Regions from separate parts of the Mus musculus genome. Here all the other regions are linked to region 1. Evidence: chromatin contacts called from public Hi-C data. All regions are on one chromosome and are shown on one strand. Each heading gives the region's core, a stretch centred on a gene start, on an enhancer-like site or on the middle of the called end of the contact. The rest is flanking DNA. Distances are from core to core; before and after follow the strand shown. Region 1 overlaps A930035F09Rik (a long non-coding RNA gene). Region 2 has its middle 47 kb from the start of Gm32590. Region 3 has its middle 130 kb from the start of Gm32590. Region 4 has its middle 170 kb from the start of Gm32590.

Region 1 (3,433 bases), core at 319-2,818:
GACAAGTAAGTTTGCTCTTAGTGACTCCTTAGGTTGTCAGTCATCACCAACAAACCAATATAAATTTTACCTGATAAAGGACCCAATAAAGACTACCACTTCTCTTTACTCTTAACTGACTGAAGTAAATGTTTCTTATTAGAAATTTTTCTAGATCAAGATTTCTGAGTCTCTAAAGACTAGAGTCTACAGTGATGGTCCATGACAAATTAAAATTCTGGACTAGAGATGGCTCAGTGGTAAAGTTGCTGTTCTGCATATATGAGAGCACTGGGTTCCATTTCCAGGACCAGAGAAAGGGGTGGGTAGAAGAGTACATTTCAAGAATGTTATTATTCTGAAAGTGTAAGAAAAGCATATATGTAATTATGTCAGACCCATATGCTCATTAACATTGCAAATGAATTCTTGACAAAGAATTGTAGGTAAGAGCAAGTACAGGCAGAAATGTGTGTGTATATACGTCCAGCTCTCTGAGCATTCGGGTAGAAGTAATGGGAGCAAAGAGAAGAAATGAGTAGCATTCCCAGTTTTAAGGCTCATAAAGCTCTACCCTGGAGAATCAAATTTAATTAGTTCTGAAAACAATGCTGCCAGGTAAAGGAGGTAGCTTAGTCAGTAGACACTTGCCTTCCAAGTATGAGGACCTGAGTTTGATTCCAAGAGCCCATGTTAAACTCGATGACAACAAAGGCAAAACATAATGGGCATGCTTGTAATCCCAGCCAGGCTCCTGAGTGGTTGCTAGCCACCTAGCCTAGACTACTAGATGGACACCAGGCCATTGGGAGTCCTAGTCTCAAAAATTAAGATGGACAGTGCCGGAAGAAAGACACTCAATGCTTATTTCTGCATTGAGATTTCTCTCTCTCTCTCTCTCTCTCTCTCTCTCTCTCTCTCTCTCTCTCTCTCACACACACACACACACACAAACGCATGCATACACACACAGACAGAGATCATGAGAATTTCGAATAAGGAAATAATATTATATTTCTATAGCTTATCCATACAGCTAAGCCACTTCAAGCTGAGTTGTTAACTACGTCAATGGCTGGAGGGTAATATCAAGTTAATTTGAATCTCTGTCCTAGTTTTCACTGAATTCCAGGACCTGAACTCTACCGATGAGCCAGACACTCAGACTCTGAACTTCATTATGCTCATATGGAAGTGGGGTAATAATAGTAACCCTATAAATGCCCTGTGAGGATTGAAGGAGAGAACATAGAAACCACATCGAGAAATAAGCAGCACTAAGTAGATGTTCGTCATAAAACCACCCTCCTCCCGGCCTTCCATCCTTCCAATGATCAAAGTGATCCGATCAGAAAGAAAAAGCCCCCCAGGTAACCTTTCCCATTATTTCTTTGTGCCATTTAACAAACGTATATACAATCTCTTGGTTGGCCCTAGGAGACAAAGATGAATAAGAAAAGGCTTCAATGCTCAAGGATCTGCAGACTCATACAGGAAGCGAAACCATGCCAGTCACCAGAACATCAAGGAAAGAGAAAGGCAGAGCAGGGAGGGGCAGATCCCAGCTGGCAGTTATGGGAAGATAGTGTGGAATCTCTGAAGGATGAGCGTGGGATGTGAGCAAGCCTGGAGGTACATATGCTGATCTCCTGAGAGAAGAGGGAAACACAGTATAATTCCAGAAGGAATGTGAATGCAGATTATTAAGGAATATATTTATCCTATGGTGGGTGTGAGTGGTTCCCTATAGCAAGAAACAACCACTGATAGAGCTCAAGTCAAATTGCTTTTTTTTTTTTTTGACTAGATAATATGTTAGGTGGGTGGTGAAAATGGAGGAGAGGGGAGGACAAGAGAACCAGAAGATCTACAGAAGCCTCCATGTCCCTAACTCCCATGTAATTCTGGGGGAAATGGAATGAAATGAAGAGCTCAAGAGGAAAAGCAGAGGCAATGGGTGTGCAGAGACCCTGGGATTTGAACTGTATGTGGGCCTCTGAGATGAAAATATGGAGCTGAAGTTCAGTCAGTTATTACAATGGATTCAAGGGACCAGAGTGTGACTGATGGTAATGCCCAGGACTCAAGGCTGGACTCAATTAGCAATCTGAGGTGTTTAGGAAAGCCACCTCAAGTGGGATTATAGGATCAAAGTGCAGGGCACAGTGTGGAAAGAGAAAAGATGTATCAGTATAATTAAATAGGCAGAGGCAGAATATCAGCAGAGGCCAGGAAAAGACCAGCTATATGTGTGAACGTATACACACACACACACACACACACACACACACACACACACACACATACACACACACACATCATCATCATGAGAGGTCGAACAGAAAGGTCAAACATATGTAGGCAAAATAAATAATAAAATCATAACCCACTATATCCATTCTATAGCCACTTAATTAAGCAAGATACAATACTTTTCTGGCTTCTTGTTGATGAGTTTTGTTTTTGGGTTTTCTCTATTTTTTGTTATTTATCTACTTCAGGCAGAAAAATATTCCTGGAAAGAATGTTGCTCAATTATTCTGACATGATTTCAAAGGCACTGTTCAGTTTACCACTGTTCATTTTGTAACACAGCCCATTCTACTTAATGGCACAGATAGAATTCCCTGAAGCTCTAGAGTATGCTACCATGACCCCAAGGAGTCAGTGCTAACCTTTTCTTTGTCATTTGTGGTCCTTCTTATGAACACTACAGTCTTGTTGTTCATGCACAGGGGTGTTTTTCATCTATCCTCTGTTACCAGTCAGATCTTAAGCACTTATGCCTCAAGTGGTTTGTTGACACTTGACACAATTCCTTCTACTCTAAGTCAGAAGCAAGAAGCTCTGCTGTGCCAATCCTCATTCACCCTCAGCAAAGGCTAATCTGGAAGGCTAGAGAGATGGCTCAATGGTTAAAAGCACTGCTTTCTCTTCCAGGGGATCTAGGTTTAGTTTCCAGCACCCACATGGCAGCTCAAAACCATCTGTAACTCCAGTTCGGGGAGACCTTTTTCATCTCCACAGGCGCACATATGGTAATCACAGACACAGAAGGGAGCCAAATACTAATACCCATTTTAAAAAATAACTTTTTAAAAGTCTCATCTGGAGATCCTTTCCTACATGGTGTTCTCTGTCTTTCAATGGCCTTTTGAGAGATAGACTTTAGTGTCTATAGGTTTAAAGGCATGCAAATTTGGACTTTCCAAGTCACCTTGGAAGTATCTCTGGACTTAGGTTTCTCATTGGTAAATTAAATGAATTTTACAGTTTTTATGTGCTCAAATCAGTTGATCCTATCTCCACTACACATGAATAGCTAAGGAGATGACAGTATGTAAAACAGAAGTGAATACTTGTCCACATGTGCACATCCACACAGAACTTTCCAGCAAGGAAAAATTGGGCATGTTCTTAAAAGATGAGCACTGAGTGCTGATTTAGGTTTGAG
Region 2 (3,433 bases), core at 501-3,000, 480 kb before region 1:
TGATACTGATTTCTCATCTCGTGCACTGGTACCATGCACTCATTTCATGGTCAGATGCTTTGGTTTTGTACCCTGGTTTCTTGGGTAGCTAGGACAGAGTCCCTCTTTCTGGAGGATTTATATGCAATGGAAATGTATGATTAGACTAAAGGCTCAGAAAGTTGAAGAGTCCAAACTCATAGGGCTGGCATATGGGGAAGACCTTCCTTTTGCTTATTCCATAGCAACAGACAAGCAAAGAAATGGCAGAGCATGTGTGATGGGTGGCAAATGCCTCCTTTTGTGATGAATACACTCTTGTACTAACTCAATCTCATTTCATGGTCTAATTGCATGTGGACCTGGCTGTCCAATACATGGCCTTTGGGGACACATTCCACCCATAGTGGCCCACCATATGGCTTGTCTTGAAGAGTACTCCATGTGTACTTAGGAAGTATTTGTGATCTGTAGTTATTAGGTAAGCAAATAGATTAGCAGAATTTGGCGATAGGGGTCTCGAGAGTGAAGGAAAAAGCGAGGCCCAGTGTAATTTAGCTGAAGAAATCCTAGCCTCATTCTCTGGGGCTCCAAGCAGTTGGGTGTATCTAGTACTTTCAACTGGCTTGGATTTAGAGGGTATTATTTTTGGGAAAGGGAAGCTCTGAGGAAAAAGGCTGAGTGGGTCAGCAGAGCTGGTCACCTAAATGGTGAAATATTGGATGCTGATCTCAAAGTCCCTGACATAAGGCAAGCAGGAAGTCACATGCTTTGATGTCTATTACTCACACTAATATTGTTTTTGAGATAAAATTACATCAGTTAGACCCAAAACAGAAGAACTCAAAAGAAATCCTCCTAAAGAGATGAATTAAACAATATTGAAGGCAACTCCAGGGAAGCCAGGCTAGCAAGGGTCTTAAAGGACTGACTCTTGTCTTGAGTGTCCAGGGTGGAAGGTTGTAATGCGACCCACACTCAGAGAGGCAAGAGACACTGCTTTGATAAAGCCTTAGAACAGTGGTTCTCAACCTGAGGGTCATGACACCTTTGGGGTTGCATATCAAATATTAACATTATGATTCATAACAGTAGCAAAATTATAGCTATAAAGTGGCAGTGAAATAATTTTATGAGCAGGGAACAGAACGAATTAAGCATTAAGAAGTTTGAGAACCATTGTCTTAGAAGAATGGGGAACCCCAAAAGGGACATAAGAAGAGAATATGTCTTGATAAATATTTTCAAGATCTTTACATTACTAAAGTATGAAGTGGCCTATCCCTGCCCATATCCCCCAACTTTTGGGGCTCTGGGTCAAGTGCTAAGGGTGAGGTGTCAGTGAAAATGGAGAAACAAAAGTGTCAAGAGATACCAGTTCATTTGGATTCATTCATAGCACACAGGACAGTGAGGTAGCAGGGATATGGCAGGGCTGATGGATGCAGGAGGGCACAGCGACTGATTTTCTCATTGGTCCCCTTCACTTCCCCAAGCTAATGTTTCCTTGAGACTGATGCTTTTCTTCTAGTTATCCTGCTGGTGTGATTCATAGGCAGTACCGTGCTCTCCCATCTCTACAAGCTCTTATCTTCTTCCCAAGCTGCTAGTACTGTAACGTTTTTGCTGGGAAATTGACTATTAATATGGAAGGATTTAGTAACAGCAAGAAGAGAAAGAGACAGTTGAACACTTACTTAGCCTCTGTGATCATTAAATTGGTTACAGTAGTACAGCAGAGGTTCAATACAGGAACCATGGGATGGCCCAGGCCTTTTGAGGAACTGAATAGGCTTGGCTTGGAGAAGTGGACAGAACATCTTGTGTGTGTTTATGTGGAGGCCAGAGGTCAAACTTAGGTATCATTCTTCAGGAGCTTGCTTCTTGAGACAGGAATGCTCTGACTCAGTTAGACTGACTAGCCTGAGAGTCCCAGTGACCTGGGACTGTCTCTACCTGCTCAGCAATTGAATTGTGTGTGTGCCACCAAAATGCAGCTTTTACACAGGAGTTTTTGGAATTGCATTTAGTCTTTGTGTTTGTTTGGCAAGTGGTTTTTCAACTGAGCATTTTTTTCAATTTTAATGTTTTATTTCTTACTGCTTTGTTGAACTTAGTTGGTCTATTTTTTTTCTATGGAACCTTCAGGAATTTCTGCATGTAAGATACATCATCTTTGATCATATTTTACTATTTGAATGCATCTTCTTTTCTTTTCTTTTCTTTTCTTTTCTTTTCTTTTCTTTTCTTTTCCTCTCTTTTCTTTCTTTTTTTTTATTGGTTATTTTATTTATTTACATTTCAAATGTTATCCCCTTTCCCTGTTTCTCCTTCACAAACCCCCAACCCATCCCTCCTCCCCCTGCTTCTATGAGGGTGCCCCCCCCACTCCCACCTCATTGCCCTAGCATTCCCTTACACTGGGGCATAAAGCCTTCACAGGACCAAGGGCCTCCCCTCCCATTCCCTGGGAGCTCTGGGAGCAGGGGTCTGGTTGGTTGATATTGTTGTTCTTCCTATGGGGTTACAAACTCCTTCAGCTCCTTCAGTCCTTCCCTAACTTCTCCACTAGAGTTCCCGTGCTCAGTCTGATGGTTGATTTTGTGCATCCCCATCTGTATTTTAACCCAGAATTGCTCCTGTCTAAAGGAAATGCAGGGAAAAAGAGTGGAACAGAGACTGAAGGTTACGGCAGAGCCATTCTGGAGACAGCTATATCAGGCTCTTCTTGGTATCAGCAACCACTTATTGATATCAGCAATTGTGCCTGGGTTTGGTGTCTGCATATGGGATGGATCCACAGGTGGGGCAGTCTCTAGATGGCCTTTCCTTCAGTCTCTGTTCCACTCTTTTTCCCTGCATTTCCTTTAGACAGGAGCAATTCTGGGTTAAAATTTTGGAGATGGGTGGGTGACCCCATCCCCTCAACCGGGGCCATGTCTAACCTCAGGATATGGTCCCTACAGGTTCTTTTTTTCCCCTTTGTTGGATATTTCAGCTAATCTCATCCCCATTGGATCCTGTGAGCCTCTTGCTTTCCTGGCATCTGAGACTTTCTAATGGCTACCCCCAGTTCCCCATCCCCCATTGCTACGTCTGTTCAATTTCCTGACCCTCTGTATGTTATCCCTGTCTCCTCCCATACCTTTTTCCCCACCCCTTCTCTTTTCCTCCCAAGTCCCCCCTCCCCCCATCCTCTACCTCCCATGACTATTTTGTTCCCCCTTTTAAGTAGGACTGAAGCATCCACACTTTTGTCTTCTTTCTTCTTGAGCTTCGTGAATTGAGCATCGTTTTAACCACTATCTTATCATTGATTTGATGGGACTGAAGAAGAGGTGGTTCACCTGTATATAGCAGTAAATGTGGTTTATATAATAACATGTACTGAGGCACAGGACTTAACCAAACGCTTGAGCATCTAGCTGCAGGGAAAACATGTCTTTTGTTCTTA
Region 3 (3,433 bases), core at 578-3,077, 400 kb before region 1:
AAGACCTAAGAGAGAGTGCCTTATCCACACTGGCTCTCAATGAAAAAAAAAAAGTTGTTTGTAAAAAATATGGGATGCATGACCCTTCCAGCCTATCTTGGAGGGTGAGTGCAATCTGAGTATTTTGAGTTGTTACAGTCCAGCTCAAATTCCCAAGATGAAAGTCAAACACTATGACTGACACAGTGTTCCTTCTGTGTGTCTCCATTCTCCTTGTTTACTCTGGCACCTCAGTGTGTGTGTGTGTGTGTGTGTGTGTGTGTGTGTGTGTGTGTGTGTGTGTGCATATGTGTACAGGTGTGTGTATCTATGTATCTATACTCATATGAAAGTCAGGGGGCAACCATGGATGATGGTCCCCCTGATCCATCCAATTGTTTTGGGACAAGGTCTCTGATTAGTTTATAACTTGACAACTAGGGTAGGGTGGCTGGCCAGAAAGACCTAGGGGGTCTGGATATTTTTGCCTCTTGTCTTAGGGTTTTACTGCTGTGAACAGACACTGTGACCAAGGCAACTCTTATAAAGGACAACATTAATTGGGGCTAGCTTACAGGTTCAGAGGTTCAGTCTAGTATCATCAAGGTAGGAACATGGCAGCATCCAAGCAGGCATGATGTAGGAGGAGCTGAGAGTTCTACATCTTCATCTGAAGGCTGCTAGCAGAATACTCAGTCCCAGGCAGCTAGGACAAGGTATTAAAGCCCACAAAATACCACTCTCTGGGCCAAGCATATACAAACCATCACACCTCCCCATGATGAGATTATAAGTGAAGCCGTCACTCCTGGATTTTGACATAGATTCTAGGTATTGAATTCAGGTTCTCCTGCTTGTAAGATAAACACTTTACCAACTGAGCGGTTGGTACTCCATTTTATATCCAAAATGTCTCCCTTAAATGAAGCAACATAGCTAACTTACATCCAAGCAAAACTCGGATCCAGAAACAGTTTAGCTGAATCCTACGCCAGATGCTGCCTCATATGCAAGAGAGCCTACAAAATTAGCCTGGGGACCCAGGATTAGGGACTGGGGATATGGATCTTGTAGATGGGATATGTACTTGAATGCAATTTGGTCTAAAAGCCCAACAGCTTTGGAGCCCATACTGTCAGATGGTCCAGAGGCACATTTTTAGTCTATTGACATCCCCCTGAGGGTGAAGAGATGGAACTCACAGCTTATAGTGCCCTACAAACAACTGGTATACTTGGCCAGAGAGGGGGCACTTAATCCTCTGTATGGTGCCAGGGGCTCCTGACCAAGTTGTAGCTAAAGCGGGACACAGCAGCACCAGGAAGCTCTCTTTCAGAAGCAGTCAGGTGGTCATGGAGACAAAGAGAATGCTTCAGACAGAAAAAAACTGACTTCAACGGATGTTGCAGGCTTATGGGAAAACCAAAAGAGTCAGTTTTCAAGACAGCTCCTCAAGTTCCTATGGAGAAACATCAGTATCTTTACTGCCTGTGGAATTGTGAAATAAATGTGCCTGGGAGTATGTGCACATACTGACATTCCTGGAGAGGAGGCGATGTTGACACCCATGGTTTCAGGAGAGGTTGGGGTTCCTATCCCTTTTTGACTCATCTGACATCAGTGAGCTGCAGATCCTTTAAAAAGTCACATTCCTTTTGAAAGAAAGCATTTCTTCCTTTCACCTTTCATAGGCAGCTCTCCTGGGGTTATCCCAGTGGGTATTTTAGTGTTGATAACACTGACAAGACAGGGAGGCCAGGAGACTCTTTACAGTCACACGCATGAGGAAACACTCAGTGCCTGGCACTTGGACCTTCCCCATTTTCTGACAATTACTAACCACACTGGTTACCCCGCACCTTCGGTTCCCATTGTTCTAAGTGACAGAAGCAAGCTGGCTGCCAGCATATCATCTGTGTCAATAACAGGCACAGAAACGCTACTTCTCTTTCTGCAGTGTGCTGTCTGCAAAACATAAAAGATAGTAGTGAGGTACCCAAGCAAATTGTCCTCCCAAACTCATTTAAATATGTTTCCCCTCATATATGCAAAACTCAGATGAATATTTACAACATCCAGGAATAGGTACCCTAGGAAAGGAAGAAAGGAACCACCCAAGCCAACCCTGCAAGCCTAATCATTCTTAAATTCTCCCCAAACAAATTGGTCTAGCTGCCGTTGCCCAGCAACGGTCCCACTGTAGGATTCTGTGCCTTGGTACATGGGAGGTGGAGCTGTCCTTTCTGCTCAGAATGTGAGCAATTGCAACAACAACAGAGATGGAAAGTTAAGACTCGGGAGGTTAAAAGTCAGGGTCAGAGGTTCAGGTTGCTCTGACCTTAAAATCAATTTCAAGCACTATTTATGGGATCTTTCTGTGTTCCACAGTTTGATGTGAGTCTTACAACAAACTGCCTAATCAGACCTCAGGGATGCTGGGAGTCTGGGGTTTCAGAGTGTCAGGTCAATTCTTCCCCGGTAGTGTACTATCACCTATGAATGAGGCAGCTCATTATGTAGGCTTTTGAGGCATCTGGGCTGCAACGTCGGAAGTCTGTAGTTGCTAGGGTTTCTATGCAATGGAGCAGCCCTCCACACAGCCGGCTCTGTGCCTTCAACTGCTCGCTCATGCAGTATAAGACCATTAGAGAAAGCCTACTTGTGCAACAGCATCTCTTCCAAGGTGTTCTTCACAAAAAATCCATCTTTTAACAGATATTATAGGAAGGCAACAGATAGATGATCTCAGAAAGCAGCACATATCCAAAGTCACTCATCCCCAGAGTCACGGAAGTAAAGAGGGGATGCTATTGAACATCCAGGCTAAAAGAAGACCCAAGTGTTTCCAAAACTCTTGAGACCTTTTGAATACTTCTAATTTTATCTGCTTTACTTTCTCTCTCTCTCTCTCTCTCTCTCTCTCTCTCTCTCTCTCTCTCTCTCTCTCTCTCTCTCTCTCTCTGTGTGTGTGTGTGTGTGTGTGTGTGTATAGGTAGGTATATCTGTGTGCATGCATGTGGAGGCCAGAGGTCAACATCATGTCTTTCTCAAACACTCATCTGCTTATTCTTTGAGACAGCTTCTCTCACTTAACCTGGGGATACTGATTCAGCTAGATTAGTTGGCTACTGAGCTCTAGGAATCTACCATCCCAACCTCCTCAGCACTGGGATTCCAGCACATTACCATGCCTGGCCTTTTCTTCTGGTTATGGTTGACAGGCAGCCTAGCCAGTATATCCTGCCAGGGGCATCTGTGTAAGGGAACAGATCACAGTATGGTGTACTTAGAAAGTCAAAATGATTCCACCTTCCTGTGTACAGAGGAGAGGAGGAAATGCAACCAGCTTCAGCATCCAATCATTTTGACTTCATGAATTCTTTAGCCCCAACCCTACCCGAAGCCTGGATCCCTTTGACTGAGATAACCTTTCTGATTTAGCTTCCTCTAACCT
Region 4 (3,433 bases), core at 521-3,020, 360 kb before region 1:
TGCTCATTCAGGTGTAGAAATTGTAGATGCTACAGAGGGCTTCCTGAGAGCACATTAGCGTGTGTATGTGTGTGTGTGTGTGTGTGTGTGTATGTGTGTTGTGCATATGTTGTCTCACTGGCAGTCTGGAAGCACAAGCTTTGTGTGTTAAGTCCTGTAAGCCCAGAGGGATGCTTTGATGACATGGCTACACGTGATTGATCTGTGAGCTGTACATCATAAAGGGTTAGGGATAAGGAATCCTTCTTCCCCCAATGGCCTACCATACCTCTGTGCATAGCAGGTGCTTACTCTAGCTGGGTGAGTGAGTGGCACTTCTTACAGGCTTCCACGGAGCACTGGTGAGCTAATTACATGGACAGAATGAGCAGTCTTGTTAACATCAGGCCAGATCAATGCAGGGCATGTCTGAGAGAGCAGCTGCCTCTCTTGCCACCCCTGTCCCCATTAATGAGAAGCATCTGAGAGGCTCAGTGGCATATGCTTTGAACATCAGGGTGAAGTCTCCCTATGCTGTGCCTCAGTGGAGTTGGTCCTGAAGCAGGCAGGGCTCCCAGTCCTCTCCCTCCTTACTTTTGCTCAGAATCTGGGTGCAGCTGAGCCAAAGAGCTGAGGGGGTAGAACTCACTGCTGCCTGTGGGCATCGAGGACAAGGTGGCACAATGGACAGAAACCTCTGCTTGGTAGGACACCATCTCGCAGTTTGATTTTGTATACAAAATTCTATGTGTCAGTTTTCTTTTTGTATTATTTTATGTGCATGTACATGGGTGTGTACACATCTTTACAGGTTTTTCCTCGGGTGCTATTCATCTTGTTTTGTTTGTTTTCTGTTGTTTTGTTTTAAACAGCTTTTCCTCAGTGGCCTGGAATTCTCCATTCAGGATAGACTGACTGGCCAGAGACTTCAAGGGTCTGCTTCTGAGCATCTCTGCCCCACAGGGCTAATTTCACAGGTGCCCTCAGCAAGCTCAGGATATTTGTCTTTATGTAGCTTCTGTGGTTTGAACTCAGGTCCTGGTGCTTGCAAAGCAAACACTTAATTGACCAAGTCTTTTTCTAAGCTCCACACAGGTTTTCTTATCTCTTGGGATTCTTAAATCCTTCCTCAGTCTAAATGAGTACTCAAGGATGTTTTTGTTTGGGGTGGGGGGTACTCTTGTGATGATTGGATGTCCTCTTCCTTTTAAGGTGCTTGGGAATGGATATCGAGGTTGTTTTCTGAGCTCTTCTTTTCTAACTTCCTGTGTAATGAAGTTAAACGTAGGAGTGCAGGATTTTTCAAGGCCATGCCTTTTTTTCATTGAGAAAACAAAAAACAAAAACAAACTCCGACTGTTCTATTTCTGCTTTGGACAAGCCATTCATCCTCCACAACCTTTTCAGAATGATCACTGATGATACGGAGATTGCTATGGAGATTGTCTGAGTGTTTACAGTTCAAGTTGTTCAGACCTGGGAAGGGTTTTAACTGTTTCTTTTATTTTTGTCTCAATGCCTTTGTTTTGTTCTGGCGTCTCCCCTGCCCCTCTCTTCTACAGACTGAAGTAGAATTGACTAACTTTAGGTTGTCACCTCTCAGCAACTTCCCCACCCTCATAATGCAGTGCTTTTCAGAGTGTGGTCCTGGGAACAACATCTGGGAAGGGATGGCTGGGAGAAGGGAGAGGCCCCAGAGAGGGTGGTGGGAACGAACTTGGTGAAAGTGCACAATGAACACAAACAATATCGTTATGAAACACATCACTTTGTGTAATGAGTATGCCCTAAAAAGAAAATGAAACAAAGGAGAGAGAAAGAATATGCAAACAGTTGGGCTGCCCCACACCAGAGAACCAGTATTCATGTTTTAATAAGATTTACAGTAACACTGGCACACATTAAGTTTGATGGTTTCAGGAATGCAGCACTAATAGAAGATATTTGTTTTCTTTTACTTTCTCATCTCCTTATATGCTGCATTAAAAGGCCATGAGATGGTGTCTCCATGCATCTTTTGAGAACGGAGTTCCCTTTTCTGCATTCCCCACCCCCCCGCTTGTCATAGCTCTCAAGAGCCTGCTAATCTCTCTTCCTCATCAAATGCAACCAACTAGTTCAAGAAAGAATCATTTTCTAAAACTCTAGAGCCTCTTTACTCTATGGGTGGCCTCAGCATCCATTACTGAGAACCTATCGGTCATGCAAACTTGCTGGCCCTTCTCTGCTGACACCCCAGCCCACCCTAGGTCCCCAGCCACAGTCCATCAAAGCCCCACCCAGGACCACCCACAGGCCTCTACCTTGGTCCACCTGGACTCTACTCTGGCCCCCAACCCAGCCCAATCCAGCCCTCTGAATCTCTTCTAACAGGGTCCCCAAGGGAGGAATCTGCCAATTCAACTTCAAACACTTTGCTCTGCATGAATATTCCAGACCTGAAGCTGAAGCATTGTTTATAAGTCAGAGTAAAACTGATTAAAATTTTAGCCAAGGGTTCCAGATTTTATTCCAAAGTAAAATATTATATTTGATAATGTGAGTTTTATGGTTGTATCAAAGAAGGGAAGATTTCACTTTATCTGAAATAAATAGATTATACACACAATATTCCATTTAAATAAAAAGCATCTTTTATTTCTCTACCCCAAGGATGGAATCACAGAAAAGAATAGCAAGATGTAGGTAAGAGAAAGAAGTAATTTGCCATCCTTGTAATACAGATCACCCATCCAAGAAAGTACCATGAATGATGTCACAGTAGAGGACTGTAAAGTGGTTTTACAGGGAGCTGTGTTCTTAAAGAAGCACAGCTATGCTAACATCAGTGGATGCTCTAGAATGGAAGACCTATGTAGACTCACAGTTTGAGTGTATGGTGGTCTGTCATAATGGGAAGGCATGGCTGCAGGAATGTGAGAAGTCTAGTTAGTCCCTTTGCATCACAATTAGGAAGGAGAGGGAAGGAGGGAGGGAGGGAGGGAGGGAGAGAGAGAGAGAGAGAGAGAGAGAGAGAGAGAGAGAGAGAGAGAGAGAGATGCTGGGATTCAGTTGGCTTCTTCTAGTTACCCTTCCTGTTCAATCAGAACTCTAGTCCATGAGATGGTGCTATCCACATTCAGGGTGAGCCTTCTCTCATTGAATCATCCCTAAAAATACCGTCATTGCTATATCTATGTGATCCTAAACCCTGTCAAGTTGTCCATGGACACCAAGTACCACACAGATAACAGCTATGGATATGGTGGAGAATGGAGGGAAGAGTCTGAGGGTGGACATTGTGGTCCTTTCCCTCTGATGTCTGTTCAGAACAAGCTCTTGAGGGCAGGACTGTGCCAGATGTGCCATTATGGGTATGGTAACATTTCAATACGCACAGTGCATGTAGACTGAGAGAACCAGACCTCCTGAAAGAAGTGACCCTTCTAAATTCAATGGTTACCTATCTATGTCT

What was found. A called contact is a pair of places that touch in the nucleus more often than the background predicts.
Region 2: a Hi-C map of bone marrow-derived macrophages shows a contact between it and region 1, with 20 read pairs. The contact joins two enhancer-like sites. A contact is called at or near these places in 2 of 484 Hi-C or Micro-C datasets (CD4 T cells and bone marrow-derived macrophages).
Region 3: a Hi-C map of bone marrow-derived macrophages shows a contact between it and region 1, with 22 read pairs. The contact joins two enhancer-like sites.
Region 4: a contact with region 1 is called in a Hi-C map of bone marrow-derived macrophages, with 20 read pairs. The contact joins two enhancer-like sites. A contact is called at or near these places in 1 of 15 datasets of contacts at CTCF or cohesin (the NIH/3T3 cell line) and 1 of 484 Hi-C or Micro-C datasets (bone marrow-derived macrophages).

Annotation. Positions count from the first base shown.
Region 1 is chr8:128,334,638-128,338,070 of GRCm38.p6, forward strand. The region is part of intron 1 of A930035F09Rik (a long non-coding RNA gene); the gene reads right to left. Among named protein-coding and RNA genes, the nearest start is that of A930035F09Rik, 22 kb to the right of the region's middle. Within about 2 kb of position 1,569, at least 14 of the 459 cell types and tissues checked have an H3K27ac peak or open chromatin away from gene starts, as enhancers often do. A contact at or near this core is called in bone marrow-derived macrophages, where this site is marked.
Region 2 is chr8:127,850,626-127,854,058 of GRCm38.p6, forward strand. No RefSeq gene overlaps it. Among named protein-coding and RNA genes, the nearest start is that of Gm32590, 47 kb to the left of the region's middle. Within about 2 kb of position 1,751, at least 3 of the 459 cell types and tissues checked have an H3K27ac peak or open chromatin away from gene starts, as enhancers often do. A contact at or near this core is called in bone marrow-derived macrophages, where this site is marked.
Region 3 is chr8:127,937,629-127,941,061 of GRCm38.p6, forward strand. No RefSeq gene overlaps it. Among named protein-coding and RNA genes, the nearest start is that of Gm32590, 130 kb to the left of the region's middle. Within about 2 kb of position 1,828, at least 28 of the 459 cell types and tissues checked have an H3K27ac peak or open chromatin away from gene starts, as enhancers often do. A contact at or near this core is called in bone marrow-derived macrophages, where this site is marked.
Region 4 is chr8:127,977,566-127,980,998 of GRCm38.p6, forward strand. No RefSeq gene overlaps it. Among named protein-coding and RNA genes, the nearest start is that of Gm32590, 170 kb to the left of the region's middle. Within about 2 kb of position 1,771, at least 7 of the 459 cell types and tissues checked have an H3K27ac peak or open chromatin away from gene starts, as enhancers often do. A contact at or near this core is called in bone marrow-derived macrophages, where this site is marked.